Regions from separate parts of the Zea mays genome. Here region 1 is linked to region 2. A link is a contact called in public Hi-C data. All regions are on one chromosome and are shown on one strand. The core of a region is the stretch at or near the end of the contact, and the rest is flanking DNA. Distances in the headings are between cores, read along the strand shown. Region 1 holds the start of LOC100273650 (putative carboxylesterase 8). Region 2 holds the start of LOC100383835.

What was found. A called contact is a pair of places that touch in the nucleus more often than the background predicts.
Region 1: a contact with region 2 is called in a Hi-C map of leaf mesophyll, with 1.8 times the contacts expected there. The contact joins the promoter of LOC100273650 here to the promoter of LOC100383835 in region 2. A contact is called at or near these places in 6 of 25 Hi-C or Micro-C datasets (bundle sheath, ear, endosperm and 2 more).

Annotation. Positions count from the first base shown.
Region 1 is chr1:211,950,005-211,953,354 of Zm-B73-REFERENCE-NAM-5.0, forward strand. LOC100273650 (putative carboxylesterase 8) reads left to right here and starts at 1,639. Exons shown (of 1, transcript NM_001148064.1): 1 at 1,639-2,992. The coding sequence starts at 1,666. The coding sequence ends at 2,655.
Region 2 is chr1:211,804,891-211,808,015 of Zm-B73-REFERENCE-NAM-5.0, forward strand. It overlaps LOC100383835, which reads left to right and starts at 1,349. Exons shown (of 3, transcript NM_001176467.1): 1 at 1,349-1,565.

The sequences.
Region 1 (3,350 bases), core at 389-2,888, 150 kb after region 2:
GCCGACTTAGACGGCTATCGGGATTCCCCCTCCCGCTGGGGTGTCTGAAAGCACATTAATCTCTTTTGTGGGTTTTGATTAATTGTATAACAACATATTTAAAGGTCTAACAAATTTGCTAAGTGTTGAATAGGAAAATCCGTATGATAAACATACTTGGATATTGCATAATAATTAGTGAACAAAGGTTCAACCCAAGGTTAAATAACCAATGAGATAATGCAAATGGATATAATATGATCTCTATATTGGTTTGAATATATGGACAAGACCTAAGAAAACACTATTCATAAATATGATTAGAATAGAGATTGAAGTGATTAAGAGGATTGGTCAAGCCAAAATGAATAAGATATGAGGAATCGTGAATTAGCTTAACCATATTACTATTAGTCCATATATGCTTCTATGAGAATCAAACTAGAGCTTGATTGATCTTAGTTTGGCACCGCTCAACTTATGTTAGGCTAACTCCAGCAGCACTGCATAAGTAGATGCACATCTAATTCGTTGGACAAAGACGAGACGTTGCAAAAAACTATAGTTTTTAGCAGACTGCGAGAACAATCACAAATCCTTCAACAATTGGCACACACGATGTGACATGAGAGTAGGCCTGTTTGCGTGACCGTGGGAACTCACGAGGATGCGCGATGCCGTGAGAGAACAGACTTTTTGCGTGACCGCATACACGTGAATAGTATAATTTTCTTGCTCATTTTTTATATCCACGACCTACTAGAGATAACTTTAATGTTACTTATAATCAACTAAAAATCTAATAAGAGAATAACTCTCTCGTGATATAAGTTCAACCTAAGGACTAGTTTAGTGACAAAAAGATCATGGTATTGGATTTTTAGCTCTTCCTCCTCTTGCAAGCAGAGATGGCCAAACGGGCCGCCCGGCCCGGCCCGGCCCGGGCCCGGTGAAGCCCGGCCAAAAACCGGGCCGGGCCTGCTGTGACATCGTGCTCAAGTTTCTGTCCAAGCCCGGCCCGCAGCGGGCCTAAACGGGCCGGGCCGGCCCGTTTAGCACGAAAAAAACGGGCCAAAAACGTGCTAAACGGGCCGGTAAGCACGTTTTAGTGTAAAAAAACCGGGCTTAACGGGCTTAGAGGTAAACGGGCCGTACCGGGCTAGCCCGCCGTGCCTAGTTTCCTGTCCAAGCCCGCCCGCTTATTCTACCGTGCCGGTTTCGGACCGGGCCCAAAAACCGGGCTTCGTGCCGGGCTCACGGGCCTCGTGCTTTTTGGCCATCTATACTTGCAAGGTATTTTAAAATTCATGAGTAGTCTATTTTTAGTTGACTATCATTAAACAGGCTATTCTTTTCTCTTTATTTTTCTTTTTTTATATTATCCCAAATTTGATGTGACATATACTTGCTTCCTCTTGTGGCGACTGGTGCAGCCACGTTTCCCACCGCGCCTCCTCGTTTCCATCAGAAAACTGCCCTGATTTTGTGCTGATTTGACGCCAACCACCGACCCACGCGACCCACGGGCTGACGGGCCACAACACCGGCGCAGCGCCAGCGCATGCATTTATACCTCTACACTCTACAGACACCATTGCGAGCCGCCCGCGACGACTTTATACATCCGCTTCCTCCAGTCATCAAAGAAACAGAGCGAGCCTAGACTGTGAGGAAGAAAGGACTACCATGGGCGACGTCGCTGCCGGCGCTGCCGCCCTGAGTCCACCCCCGATGACCAAGGAGACCAACCTCTTCATGCAAATCGTCGTCAACCCGGACGGCACGGTCACGCGCCCCGAGGTCCCCCTCGTCCCGGCCTCAGCCGTAGCCGCTGGCGGCGTCGTCTCCAGGGACGTGCCCCTCGACGCCTCCGCCGGCACGTACCTCCGCCTCTACCTGCCCGACCTGTCCTCCGCGCCGGCCGCCAAGCTCCCCGTCGTCCTCTACTTCCACGGCGGCGGCTTCGTGATCCTCTCCGCCGCCACCGTATTCTACCACGGCCACTGCGAGGCGATGGCCGCCGCGGTGCCCGCCATCGTGGCGTCCCTCGAGTACCGCCTCGCGCCGGAGCACCGCCTGCCCGCGGCCTACGAGGACGCCGCCGCGGCCGTGGCGTGGCTCCGCGACGGCGCGCCGGGGGACCCCTGGGTCGCGGCGCACGGCGACCTCTCCCGCTGCTTCCTCATGGGCAGCAGCTCGGGCGGCAACATGGCGTTCTTCGCGGCGCTCCGGACCGGGGGCCTCGACCTGGGCCCCGCCACGGTGCGCGGCCTCCTGCTGCACCAGCCCTACCTCGGCGGCGTCGACCGGACGCCCTCGGAGGCCAGGTCCGTCGACGACGCCATGCTGCCGCTGGAGGCCAACGACAGGCTCTGGAGCCTCGCGCTGCCCCTGGGCGCCGACCGGGACCACGAGTTCTGCAACCCCGTCAAGGCCATGGCGCCGGAGGCCCTTGCCGGCCTGCCGCGCTGCCTGGTCACCGGCAACTTGGGCGACCCGCTGATCGACAGGCAGCGGGAGTTCGCTCGGTGGCTGCAGGACCGCGGCGGCGCGAAGGCGGAGGTCGTCGTGAAGTTGGACGTCGCGGGGTTCCACGCGTCGGAGCTGTTCGTGCCGGAGATCGCCGAGGTGCTGTTCGCCGCGATGCGCGAGTTCGTGTACACCGGCGACGCTTGACACGTTGAATTTCGTGCCGGCCGGTGACAAGTGGACATACGTGTTGCATCGTTGTGGATTGTGTGACCGTGCGCAATAATTCTCGGCCGTGTTGAATCTTGACAAACTGGCACCAGAGCCACCAGGCGGCGACTACTATGTAACACGTGAGTACTGTAGCAGCTACCGCAACGCACCGGACCGCCGGACGTGTAGTTTTCGCGACGCGTGCAGCTATCGGCCACGGCAACGAATATAGGAGATGTTTTGTTCGGATTTTTTTGGCCCGCGACCATTCTCAGCGCTATCTAAAACTATCTTCATCACATTTCTTATCAAATAATCATCTATCTCATGCATCCTCTATTTCAAACTTCTATCTATAAACAGTATCATATAAAGTTACATATTTTGTATTTTCACACTGTACTGGAGACAGTCTAATAGCGTTATTCAACCCCCACACTAATCCCATCGTCACCCCGCCTCCAAATCCGGTCAAATCAGATCTTCCAGTTATCGAGGACTCTCCCCGTGACCCTGTCGTCCCCTCGCCTCAATCTTTGCTTGCCAATCCCCCTCACTTGGATGTCCACTCTATTCCCTTCGATTCCTTCTCGATGGATCTCCTTTGCTCCTTTTCGGATGCGAACGACGTGCGGCGTCCCGTGGAAGGTCTCGAGACCCATGTGCCCCCGTTGGCTGATGAGCCCGCT
Region 2 (3,125 bases), core at 99-2,598:
CGGGCGCGACTATCGTCGTGTGGGAACTGGAGCGTGGGGCTCCTGGCTCCTCCTGCTGCCAAGGCTGCGCCTGCGCGAGCTGCCCCTGTGAGGATGATGAGCTGTCCTCCATAGCAGGCTTTATCGCGACCAGACTGTAGGCTGGCTGCGACGTCATAGGGATGAACGCAACGTCGTGGCGAGCGGGCATCTTTGCACGGCTATGGAGGCGAGAAGGGAGGTAGCGGCACAACCAGCGACTTGACGGGAAAGAAGAGGACGGGGTTGCGGACGACGTGGTGGCATGGGCGGAATCTGTGTTGCGGGGGCGGGGCGGGGGAGGCAGGGGCGGGGGCATGGTTGTGCATGTGGTCTACACTACCGTTTTAATAAATAGTAAACAAGATATAGATACAAATGAGGACCTTCTTCAATCTGAGATGTTGTCATCCACTATGAGTTTAGATATGTACTGGGTTATGGAAAAAATCGTTGTTGTCTAAGGACAACACGTCTTCAACGTAGATCCGCCCCTGCTTGTGCGACATGCAGTGTTGGCTAGGGATAAAATGGACAGGTCCGTCCGTTTTGAAATTTAGGGAAAATTTTGAAAATGGGTCGAAAACAGAAGAGAGTCTATTCTGTCCGTTTTACGGGATTCTGTTTTCTCGGTTGAATCCATTTTTATTTCGTATTTGAAAAATCCTGGATCGACTCTATATGTGCATTAGCTAAAGCTTCGTATCTCTAGGTGGTAAATTATAGCACAAGACGTTATTCTAGTCATAGACTCTTCTCAACGACAAGTGACATAAAGACTCAAACAACACCAGTGATAGCTATATATTTGTCAATAGCAAGCTAACAACAATAAAATGTCGTCCCTTTCTATCTACTTGTTTCATGTTGTTACTTTGCTAGTCAATCACTAGTTAGCCATCAATATTATATATGTTCATAATAAATTATGAGTTTCCACTTGATATTTTCGCTTCTATTCATTTGTGTACACTTGTTTATCCTGTTTCTGTTTTTGTTACCGACTATTCTGAACCTGATTCATTTTTTAGAAATGAAGAGATGGAAACGGAAGAGACATTTTTTTGTCCGTTTTTTATCCCTACTCGGCGCCCGGCGGGCCAGTCTCAATATGGGCTGGATGTGTTGGTCTGGGAATCCGTCGGCCGATGGAATCATACTTGGGGCTGTATTGATGGTCCAATACTCTCTCTTACAGCTTCCTCTGCGATTTGCAGAGGCCCAAATCGCTGCTATCTGGGCTGGTCGTAGTGTTTCGCGGGAGACGTCCATTCACCCACACCTTCTCAAAAAAAAAAAAACTGTCACATCTCCAGACGCGCCCGCCGCCCGCTGCCATGGGACCCACGGAATCCAACCTCACCCGCCGGCTGCCGCTCGGCTGCCCTCCGGCCTCCGGGCATCGCCATCGGAGTGTGCAGGAACCAGGAGGAGGCCGGTAGAGTCCGTGCACCCGGGTCCCACTCCCCTGAGGCCGTCCGTGGCTCCGTGCAAGATGGGGATTGCGCAAGGGTGCGAGGTCACCATCCCCGCGCCTGGTCATCAGTGTGAGTTGAGATTCTGCGTCTCCTCGCTCGATTTACTTGCAGCCACATGCTTGCGAGTTGCGGTACCCAGCTTAGCTTTTTCGAGTCCTTGCTAATCTTGGTGGGGACGACGGAGACCTGATGCTATGCTTCCTTCCCTCCCTGTGCTGTTGAGTTCCGCTTCCACAGCTCGTGTATGGCCGACACGGTAATCGCTGCGAAACGAGGTCATGCGCGTCTTCCTTGTGCTTTCGGATGCACCGAGGCTTGCCATCCAAAATTCGCTGCAATGCTTAGCTAGATCGAAGGCCTACTTACGCTCAGAGGTGTCAGCTTGGGGATCCCCATCTTTTATCTCTTGTCGTGGTTAAAACAGCGGCCTGATATGTCAGGTGTTTGTTCCGCAAAAGGGTTGGACTTCCCACGTTTTGGGATGAGAGTTTGTTCGGAATAGCATGCTCAAAGTCATGGAATTTGGTCGCAGGGAGTGATCAAGTAGGTACTAGGACAGTCCTCTCCCTTTGGTGGTGCTGTTGATTCCTTGCAAGACCTGTACCTCTGTGCTCAGATAATCCAGCATGTGCTGCATTCAGATGGGAGATTGAATGAAAGTGTGTAATACCAGTAGCTTCCTCAAATACTGCAGATTGAATGCACGACAGGAACATTCCAACTTTGTTGTCGGTATCCATTCTTCATGAAGACGTCAGTATAGCCGGCTCCACTGAATTCTTCAAATGGAATACCTTGTTAATTATCTGCAAAATTTTGTAACCAATAATGGAGCACTTGGAGGCTCATAGAAGCTACATTTACTAGCTGGATTTTTAAATTGGTTTCTCTTTGGAGAAGTAGGTGCAATCTTTTTTGTAAGCATAGTCAAATTTTTACCCTTTCAGAAAGTTCTTGTGCCGAAAGCTTGTGGAATGTGGTACTGAGGACCACTTAATTCAAAACTAAAGTGGCTAGGTGATCATATTTCAAGGCCTAAATATTTAGAATGCCTCCCCTAATCAAGACTTTTTTCCCCTTGTCAATCTACATCAGTTGCACTGTTTCATAGCTGGAAGGTTGGTAATCCAGGCTGTCAATCAGTGAATTAGTCTGACGGGATGTAGCGATACCCAGCCCATTCTCTTTTAGTGGCATCTCCTAAAGTTAGTCTTCGTAATGTGAGCAGTAGTCATGTTCATGGAAGATTCAGGAATACCAAGTCTGATTCAGGAATACAAGTCTTTTGCTAGGATGTTGCACTATACTGTGGTTTTATACTTTTATCTGTCAGTAACTGCCTAACTGGTGGTGAATTTCTAGTTTCTTCTGCGTGTTTTGTCCATTTCATTGATCAGCTTGATCATTGGTGAATCACAATTGAACTTGGAATGATAGGCTAATACTTTCAAGTAGGGAATTTGGTAGTTTGATTCATCTGGTAGGGTTACATAGAAATTGAAACTTAAATGGTTTGGTAAAAAGTAAATCTGGGACAAAATTTTACCATTAAGAACCTATATGAGACGATATCACTTGTTTGATTCATCTTGATGTAATTAACAACCATCTATTGATGAATTCTAAGGG